2 separate regions of the Sus scrofa genome follow, and region 1 is linked to region 2. A link is a contact called in public Hi-C data. All regions are on one chromosome and are shown on one strand. Each heading gives the region's core, a stretch centred on a gene start, on an enhancer-like site or on the middle of the called end of the contact. The rest is flanking DNA. Distances are from core to core; before and after follow the strand shown.

What was found. A called contact is a pair of places that touch in the nucleus more often than the background predicts.
Region 1: a Hi-C map of skeletal muscle shows a contact between it and region 2, with 4 times the contacts expected there. The contact joins the promoter of DUSP19 here to the promoter of NUP35 in region 2. A contact is called at or near these places in 2 of 5 promoter capture datasets (fetal liver and liver), 11 of 47 Hi-C or Micro-C datasets (alveolar macrophages, embryonic fibroblasts, epiblast stem cells and 7 more) and 2 of 2 datasets of contacts at active chromatin or transcription factors (alveolar macrophages and skeletal muscle).

Annotation. Positions count from the first base shown.
Region 1 is chr15:88,546,587-88,552,069 of Sscrofa11.1, forward strand. DUSP19 (dual specificity protein phosphatase 19) reads left to right here and starts at 2,664. Exons shown (of 5, transcript XM_021074751.1): 1 at 2,664-3,089. The coding sequence starts at 2,864.
Region 2 is chr15:88,584,225-88,589,214 of Sscrofa11.1, forward strand. It overlaps NUP35 (nucleoporin NUP53), which reads left to right and starts at 3,529. Exons shown (of 9, transcript XM_021074750.1): 1 at 3,529-3,658. The coding sequence starts at 3,619. It also overlaps LOC100522904.

The DNA.
Region 1 (5,483 bases), core at 1,414-3,913, 39 kb before region 2:
TCCTCTTCTGTAAAATGAAGAGTTGAATGGTACAGAGTCTAAGAATCAGCATGTCAGTATCCAGTGCTGGTGTTGGCATGTTGGTATTTCAGTATTACCAACAGGGACTAAAGCTATCAATGTGCAGCCAACAATTCTACCCATCCTTCACAGAATGAAGTGGTGCAAAGAACATGGGTTTTTGAATAAGATGTAGCAGTGTTCAACAATCCTGGCTACTAAGACCTAATAAATCCAAACTTTGTGACCAAAGGCTAGTCTTTTTTTTAGGGCTGCACCTGCAGCACATGCAGTTTCCCAGCCTGGGGGTCCAATCAGAGCTGTAACCACCGGCCTATGCCACAGCCACAGCAATGTGGGATCTGAGCCATGTCTGTAACTTACACCACAGCTCACGGCAACTCCAGATCCTTAACCCACTGAGCGAGGCCAGGGATCAAATCTGCATCCTCATGGATGCTAGTAGTCAGGTTCATTAACCCCCTGAGCCATGACAGGAACCCCAAATCTTTAATTTCCAGATTAAATGCCCTGCTCTGTAAAAATATGATAGATATTACCATACCCATTGGATTAGATATTACCAACCCAATTACCTCCCTCATTGGGTTGCCATGAGAATTAAATCAGATAATATTTATGTAGTGTTAGAATGTAGCATCTATTCTTGCTGAGAAGGCCTTTAATTCAATATTTTAGCTCTGTCTTCATCTTATTCAACATTCTCAGTAGCATATGTCAGAGCTGATCACACTGTCCTCATTGAAACACTTTATTTGTATCCTCAAATCTTTCTCTCTTTTCCTCCTACCTCCCAGACTTCTACTTTTTAGTCTCTTTTGCTGGATCCCTCTCATCTTCATGACCCCTAAATGAAGGCACACCTCAGGTTTCTCTATCAACATTCACTACTAGATCACCTCATTCAGTCATGGCTTTAAATGGCATCTTCAAGTCAATTACTTCAAAATTTACATCTTCAGCTGAGAACATCTGTGAAGTCCAAATTCAAATGTGTAGCTTCCCACTTGACATCTCTATTTTATAGACTAAAAGGCAAATTAAACTTAGAATGTCCCAAATTAACATCTCACTTAGAATAAAAATTTAGTTTATTCATTGTTTGTCCATCTGTTTCCTCCATTTGGGTATAAGTTCCATAAAAGAGGGGACTTTGTTGTTATTCACTGCTACATCCCCAGTGACTATAACAGTGCCTGGCACAGAGTGAATGCTCAATAAATATTTGTTAACTACAATTATTTTGGGGGCAGCGTAGTATTCCATAGTAAACAAGAGCTAAGGTGCTGGACTGAAACAAACCTGGGTTTTACTTGTGGATCTAAACTCATGATCTGTGAAATGTAGGATATGTTATTTGTACTCTCTGCACTTGAGTTCTGTTAGCCATAAAATGTACATGATTATAATACCATATACATAATGAATTTGCGGTGGGATCAAATGGGATAATGTGTGTAAAACATCAGTAAGCACCTAATGGATAATACTAAGAATGCAGAAATTGCTTATAAGCACACAATCTTGCAAGTAATATGTGCTCAATACCAGGTAATCATTTTTTTATCATTTTATGATAAATACATGGAATGAATGTGGTTGGAGTTGTTTTTGATAAACATGTGATTGTCTAAATGATGCAAAAATTTTCTTGAGTTCTTCATTTTAGGGTGCCCTGGGCCAATTATCTCACTCATTTCAACAGGTAGAAATTTGGTTTATTTTAATTTTAAGTCAGAAAGTTTCAACAGCAACAAAAATTGTGATATTTGGTGTTGTGAATAAGTGTTCTTTAAGTGCAACTTCACTTTATACATGTGTTTATTCATTATGTCTAAGTCCATTTAAAATCGTGTTTTATTTTAGGTGGGATAAGAAAAAATTCTACTTAAAGAACTCTTGAGATTTCTTTTGTAAAACAAATCATCCTTTTGTAATCAGGATCATTCTATAATTGATCTGTTTTTTAAATTTGGATGTTTGTACTCCCAAGTACTGAAACTCTGTTTGAAAGTACTGGCTGCAATGCTTCTTATAAACACTGTCTATTGCATGAAGCCTTCTTCAAGCAGTTTTACTGATAATGAAAATATAGGTCAGAAGTCAGAAAATACATGCATTATGTTTTAATCCGCATATAGAAACATAATTAGAAAATTAAAAAGAAGAAAATTACTTCTGCAGATTTTGTTTAAAATGTTACCTCACAAGTCTACACACCAGTTTTTTTTTTTTAATCTAATAAATGTTCCTCTTGGCAGAAACAGCAGAAGGAGAAAGTGCAAAGGACATAGGAAGCGAAAAATAACTTTCAACGCCTGCTGCAGCCCCTCTGGATTATCCTAGAAGCAGATGGGCAGGCAGCTTTGGACTGTGACTCCGCAGCCTCACTAGAGCAGGAGGGACACTCAGGTCGCCACCACAAGTGACACCAATCGAACACATCGAGAAAACCACTGCTTTTAAGGAAGGAGGAAATATCAGCTTTCTCTCCAATTAAGTCTTATTTTACCACTCTGAGTGAATAATAAAGCTAGCTTTAAATAGCTACGATGACAAAACTCTCAGCGAGAATAACGTAATCTTCGGCTGACAGGAAGGAGAAACAGCATCCAATCGGAGCCTGTTTCTCAATGGCCAACCAAATTTCCCCTTACATTGCAGCACTGGGAAAACCTGAGCTGAACCCCTCCGCCGTCCGGCTAGTGGCTACTACTGTTACCTTTAGGGCAGTGTGCCTCTGAGGCAGTATTTGTTACCCTAATACTAGGGGACCAGTAGTTCAGCCCTTCACTGTGCTGGCTGGCTTTGTTTATATCTGTTCCTCGCCGCTGCTCATGTAATGCACTCCCTTAACCAGGAAATTAAAGCATTCTCCCGGAATAATCTCAGGAAGCAATGCACCAGGGTGACAACGCTAACTGGAAAGAAAATTATAGAAACTTGGAAAGATTCCAGAATTCATGTTGTGGAAGAAGTAGAGCCCAGCAGTGGGGGAGGTTGTGGTTTTGTGCAGGATCTTAGCTTGGACCTGCAAGTTGGCGTTATTAAGCCATGGTTGCTCCTAGGTGAGTATATTGATTTCCACTAAGTCATTGAGTTCTTTTAATCATTCTATTTTCTCGCTTTTCTCCCTAACATGTAATAGTCTGTGCTATCAACTAAACAGCCGGAAAACTGAAATGTTTCCTTTTTTGGCTGTGAAACTTCCACTAGCTAGCTAGGAATGTTTCTGCTCCGCTGTATGCAGCAGAAGCATAGATTCTGGTAGCTCAGAGCACCTGGTATTTGAATTTTAGAAAAGCTTTCTTTCTTTCTAACTTCTCTGGGAGATGACACATTGATGTGGTGTTTTCTTAGATAATGAAAGGATATGGCCTTGAAAGATCACAGAGCGCATGTCTCCTGTGGTCACATCTGTTCCGGTGTCTGTTTTTGGAGTGTTAAGGAAAGGGTGGCCTGTTATTTTATAGCTGTGAGTCTGATGGTTTATGGTTTCTTTTATTATGGAAAATAGCGATTCCCCATACAAAGCATAATCCGCAAATAACAAATGAAGCACAGCTATAATACAGACTTGTTATCTTGGCAAGAGTGTGAACATGGTATTCTTTAAAAAATAGTGAATAATATTTTCAAGTAGGTTTGAATTATTTTTCACTTATGAATAGATAAATTAAGACTTGGAAAGATTAATGATATATCAGTATTTATGCAACCAAGCCACTCTTAAGTAAAAAGAATACAACTGAGAATCAGAAATAGCCAGGTATTATGTGAAATGCACACAGCATCCCACTCCTTTTAAAACCTCTGTGAAGTAGGGATCATCAGCTCCATTTTACAGATGGCAGCTGGACTTAAGATTGGTTAAGTACCTTGAACGAGCTCAAGTCTGATAGACTGCTGCTCTCCATCGTTACATAGACTGCCTCAGAGAGTCCAGGCTTTCAGCCCTGCTCTACCTTTAAAGAGATGAGCTAGTGGTGCAAGTCATTTACGCTTTCTGGTGCTCCAAAAAACCATCTGTAAAGCTAAGTAATAGCATCTACCTATCTTATAGGGTTGTCCTGAAGTTGTTGCCAAAGTTTTTTAAAAAATCAATTGCAATATAAATGAGTTATTATTAATTATATTATATGAATTAATACACGCTTTGTCTTTAAATTCACCAGATACAGATCTTCAGTTAGTTTCTGCAGCCCAGTGAAAAATTATATGGATCCTTTAGCTAATCTGGTAGATTCACCCAGAATATGCACACTATTTTTAGGAAAGAAAGTATGTCCATGCACATTTTTCGGTCATTTGCCTTCCATTGTAGTAATAATGCTTTAAAATAATTATGGTAGGATTTTAAATCATTCACCCTTTCATAGTCTTCATGAACTTCGCTTGTTATTTTTTTATCTAGACTTACCCAAAGTGAGCTGATCAAGGTAGTGTTGGAACCTTTCCAGGATCTTGAGAGAGTATTGGGAGGGATTTCTGAAACTAGGCCTTATATGTCTTCTCTCTGGACCAGGAAATGGGATATTTTCATCAGGTACAACCTCTTTTCTTCTGAAAAGTAGATGGACCTTTTTCTTCCCAGTTACAAGTGACTTATTCCCAAGGGACCTTTGGATGATTACATCTAAAGTTCTTTTGCATGAATGATGCAGGGGTTGTTTCTAGGTTGCTTCAAAGAGCTTCCTTCACCTCTTCAGAGCAACACAGCTCCCACCTAGCACTACATGAAATTAACTGTTGTTTTTGGTGGAGAATAAATTCACCCAAGCTTCTGCATTTCAAAAATCTTATATAGGCTCTTGAACTATCTAACAGGTTGATGAAAGATCTTAGTAAGTAATTTTTTGCTCTAGGTTTTGAAAAAGTCACTAGGAATTTTACAGAAAAAGTCACTAGGAATTTTCTTGAATCCAACTTAATTTGTCAAAGTGGAAAGTTCCATTTATCTTGGGTAATTATACTTACTACTTACTATATCCATCCTATAAAGAAGTCCTAAGTGGTCTCATTTTGAGATCATCTCTTCAATTCTAGGTAAAAATCTTGGAATCCTTTATAATGTTGTAGAGGATTTCCAGATCTAGAAGCCTAATCTTTTTAGGAGGCAGATAATACATTAAATTTGTAAAGCTCTTTATTTTGTAAAATTCTTTCACAAATGCTATTATACCTCACCCTTATTGTAATTTATGCTTATATTTCCATCCATTTATGAATGTTCACTCTTACAAATTTTTTCAAATAAAACATTTCTCTGTGAAATGTCATTTATTTCCTTTTTCAGTAATGTAATAATATCTTTTTGGTTTGTTTCAGTAATAATTTTTTTGTGGTTTGTTTTTGTGATTTGTAAATTAAGATATGCTACATCAGGGAGTTTCCTTGTGGTGCAGCAGGTTAAAGATCCTGTATTGTCATTGCAGTGGCTTGGGTTGATGCTCTGGCTCGGA
Region 2 (4,990 bases), core at 2,279-4,778:
ACCAGGGGACTTAACAACAATGGAAATTTATTTCTCACAGTTCTGGAGGCTGGGGGGTCCAAGATCAAGGCACCAGCAGATTGGTGTCTGTTGAGCGCCTACTTCCTGGCTCATGAAGAGCAATAATACTGCTGTATCCTCACATGGCCAAAGAGGGTGGGGAGCTCTCTGGGGTTTCTTTTATAAGGGCACTAATCATTAATAAAGACTCAATTCTCATGATCTAACCATTTTCCAAATATGATCATACTGGGGCTTAGCATTCCCGACATAGGAATTTGGGGGGACACAAATATTCAGTCTATAGCAACTTCCTCCCCAAGAGGTTCTGATTTTCCTCTTCCATTGCTGCCTGGGTGAGAAAGTATGTCATGTAAGGGGGGTACATTATTGGTTGGCACACCTCAAGTTTGTGGAGTTGAATAAAAGAAGACTGTAGGGAAATCGGTGAGGGTTTTGTACTGCTGATTAATGTGTACAAAGGGAGCACTGGCTAGTGGTGTGTTAGATTTGCGGGGAGAGACTGAAGGCAGGGAGATGTTAAGATTTGACTGCAATTGTCTAGGCACTGAGGAGAGAGAAAGAATAGGACTTAGTATCTGAATGTTTGATGGAAGGGAAGGTGGAAGCCAGTAGGCCAGGCACTGTACTAAGCATAATCACCTTTCACAGTAGGTATTGTTCCTATTTTACACAAAATCAAGTCTGTAGAGATTTAATACAAATTGAAGTAATACAGGATTTAAGTGGGAAAGTTTGGTTTTGAATTCAGGTCTGTTTCACTTTAGATTTTACTCTAACATACTGAGATTTTAATTTTGGGTTTCTAAGAGACTAATAGAAAAAGGGACAACAGGAAGGGGGTTGTTTCAGGGGTAAGATGAGTTTGTTTTCGAGGTTTGATGTACTGGTAGATTGTTCATCAAGCATCTGGCAAAGTATCATTTGGTTTTAGAGAGAAGTGGGGCATACAGTATTGCAGATTTTTTTGCATAGATGTGACAATTGATGAGGACTCCAAGAGAGGCTATAACAAATCAAAGGAGAGGAAAAGGCGTGACTAATAATAATATGTCCAGGTTAGAATGAAGTAGGATAAGACATGGAAAAACCAGAAAACGAGTAGGAAGTTATGTTTTTAACATCATCAAAAACAAGGAAAACACAATATAGAGGAAAAAACTGTCAAAGCTGTTGAAAACTGCAGATGTCAAGGAGACAGTTCTAATCTGGCCAGGAGGAGAAGAATAGTTGCAGACAATAGTTTCAGAAGAGGATTTACACAGGAGCCAGAGTGTAATGAATTAAACGGCAAGAAGGTGAAGTTAGGGGAAATAGATAATCCACTATAATCATTAGACCCTTCTTTTGTGATCTTGAGGAAAAGAGAGGAAATGTGAGGCAAATTAGTGCATGGTAGCTAGAAGAAAGAACAAGATCTGGGGAGGGATTTTTGATAGGGCAAACTGGGCATCTTTGGAATTTGGTAAGGAAAGAGCTAACTGAAAGAGAAGATTGACATGCAGGTAAAGAAAGGAAAATGTTTCTCTTAAAGGAAAATAAAGGGTTTTAATTTGAAAAATACTAAAAATAGTAAATAACACCTATAGGCAACCACAAAAAAATTATATACAGTAAATTAAAGGCCCTTCTTAAGCCCTCTAATTTACAAACTCCTCTCCCATTCCACATTCTCTGTTAAGAGTTTGGCAGAAATGTTTTCTAGGTTTTTCCTTTATTTAAACAAGCACCTCTCTCTTCCTCTTTGGATCTGTACCCATATATACTTTTTTTTGTTAAATTAAGATAAAATCATGCTATATATACATTTTCAAATTGCATCTTTCAGTATATAAATCATGAAGATTTTTCTAGATCAATACACATATCAATAGGGGAATAATGTTCTTTTGTTTGGCTAGATCATAATTTATATAGAAATCCCTTTACTGATGAACATTTCTTGGTACCTTGTTTCTATAAAGGGGATTGCTGGGTGTGGTGTGCTGAATGAAGCCTCCACAGATATCCACACTCTAATCTCTGGAATCTATGAATGTTACTTTGCAGTTGTGGCTATTAACTTAATCACAGCTGGCTATTGAAATGGGAAGATTATCCTGCATTATCTGAGTAGGCTCTAAATGTAATTACAAACATCCTTTAAGAGGGAGGTGGAGTGAGATTTTAACTATAGAAGAAAAAGGCCATATGATGATTGAAGCAGAGATAAGCAGATGCTAAAAGAGATAGAAGACGCTATGCCACAGGCTTTGAAACAGGATAGGGCCAAAAGCCAAGTAATATTGTTAGCTTCCAGATGTTACACAAGGCAAGGAAACAGATTCCCCTCTGGAGCCTCTGGAAGAAACCAGTCTTGCTGACATTTTGATTTTAGTCCTATAATACTCATTTCGAATTTCAGGCCTCCAGAGCTATAAAGATAAATTTGTGTTGATTTAAGCTGCCAATTTTGTAGTAATTTAGTATGTCTTTATCTGAATTTGATTACATCTGCAAAGACCCTATTTCCAAATAAGGTCGCATTAATATGTACTGGAAATTAGGACTTTAACATGTATTTTGGGGGACACAGTTCAACATATATATATGTTTAAAAAATATAATTCATCTGTGAGTGTTTTAAAACTTTAACTTCTGGGAACTTGTCATTTAATCCTGGAATTGTTATTGCCTCATACAAATTATAAAGTTCTTGGCTGGATTTTGAATTTCAGCAAATCCCAGAGGAAACAGGGAGAGTAGGTGGGTAAGCACTTTGAAGGTAAGTTTGATATGGACCAGAGAGCATTTCAGAATATATATACATAGCACATCACTTTTATAAAATTAGCAAAACGAAAAAGCTATTTTCGCACACACACATATAGCATATGTATGATATTTGAATACGTTCTACAGAAAGGAAAGTAGCAGCAAGGGGGGGGGGTCGGCCCGGATGGCATAGGAACACACAAGATTCTGCAGTATGGTGAGTGCACGGGTGTTTATTACTTTCCTCCATTATTTAATATCTTTTGTACTTATAAACATGTAATAAACCAGTAAAAGAGCAAGTATGAGTTATGCTTTAATGTAAAATTGTGCCCATATAACACAAAAAAATCTTAAATGGCATAGAGATGGTAGAAAATATGCTTGAGAAAGGAGCTCGGTGCCCTAAGCCCAGAAACCTACGTTGGAAAGCGGCATAATCTGTTTCTTCAAGCCAACCTGTCCAGGTGGTACTTGGAAAAGCTGACGGATGACAGAGCACTGAATAAACTCACGCTATTTATGAATCCGTGAGTAAAATAACTTGCGCTTCTATAAAACTCGAGCACCAACAAATCAGGAGGCTCAGAGGACGAGCGAAAGCATTCCCAGAACCACACGATCCACGCTGATCTCTTTACCAGAGAAATCCTTCTCAGAGCAGTCGAGTCTGCGCAGACTCTTGCCCTATTCCAAAATGGCAGCTCTGGCGCCACAACTTTGGTATGGCGCATGTCCGGAAGTTACGCAACCCCATAAGGTACCGCGCTCCTACCCGTGGGGAGAGTTTCCGCCATTTTTGAAAATCGGGAAGGTCCGGGGCTAAGTGGTGTAGCTGCTGCGATGGCAGCCTTTGCCGTGGACTCCCAGGTGCCCACGTTGGGTGAGTGAAAAACTGCTTTTCCTCACTAGCTCTGTGCTACTTGCCGCTTGGAAGCGGGCAAGCTTGGAAGGCAGTAGTCATCGGGGTCTCTTCTGTTAATTTCAGCCTCAAAGGGGGAGCCTCTGGCTCGCCCCAGGTTCGTAGTCCGCCCCCTACCCCGAAGCTTTGCTACCCCGCCGTCACGAAAACGGTTCCAGGAAACTTCGGGCCCCGAGGAGGGCGAGGGAACGGCCGTCTGCGGTGGCTGAACCATTTTGTGCCCCTACGTGCCGGAGCCAGACCTGCCCATACCTGAGACGCCATCAGTGCCTGAGATGCCAAGCTGGGTTCATAGATCCGGGGAAGCGTTGATGGGAAGGAACTCACCTGTGAACACGTGGGTGGGCGGTACTCTGGGGTGTGGTTAGTGTCCTTGGCTGTTTGGTCACCTTAGGCTTGTAGTTCCTGTTTGATTCCTACCTTCTCCCGGGCTTTGCAAAAAGAATCTTTTTAATGGAAGTTTGAGTCGGCGGCATTTAATTAGGCAGGTGATGGCAGCCTTTGAGATATTAGCCTTAATAGGAAGCCAGGAGTTCGTTCGTTTTCCCTCGCCTTTATCTTGGGAAAGTGACTCAGTATTGTAGGAGGTCTCTTCATTTGACCGGTCACGTAATGATTAAAAATCATCACCATTATTTAATGGGGTGCATTACTAAAATGTGTTGTTGAAAAAAATCTCTCAAGTTTTTTGTTTTTGTCTGCTGAGTTTTGGAATTTGGGGGAACGGTCGAAAATTTTAGAACAAAAAATAAACCTATCGTAAGAATATTTGAAAAGTTGGTTACAAACTTTATGAGTTTGGAAAGGAAGGCAAGCACAATATGTACCTATAGAATAAATTTTATTATAGTTGAAGGATATATAATGCTTGCCATGTTTTGTGCAAAATAAGTTTCTTTTGAGAGTAGAGTGACTTGAACTGTTAGTATTAATAATAAAACTAAATGCATAATATCAAGGTAGGTACTCAGCTACATTTAAACTTGTGTACAGATGTTGGTCTAGGTATTTGTGTTTTGTATTATTTTGGAGATCAGAGAGCTTTAATTTCCAGTTCCTAAGTTTTCTAGTCCCCCAAAACATTTTGGAGTGTATATTTCTTGGGGTTACGTATATGAATAATTGGTCGGAAATCTGACATTAGCGGATATGAATGTTCAGGTCCACTGCAAATATTCCAGGCGGGATATAAACATTTTCCCAGCACCTAATGGTACACTGAAACTAAGTTACTTTAACAAACAGTGCTGGCTGAGAAGACTTAGTACTTAACATTTTAGGAGTGCACACTGT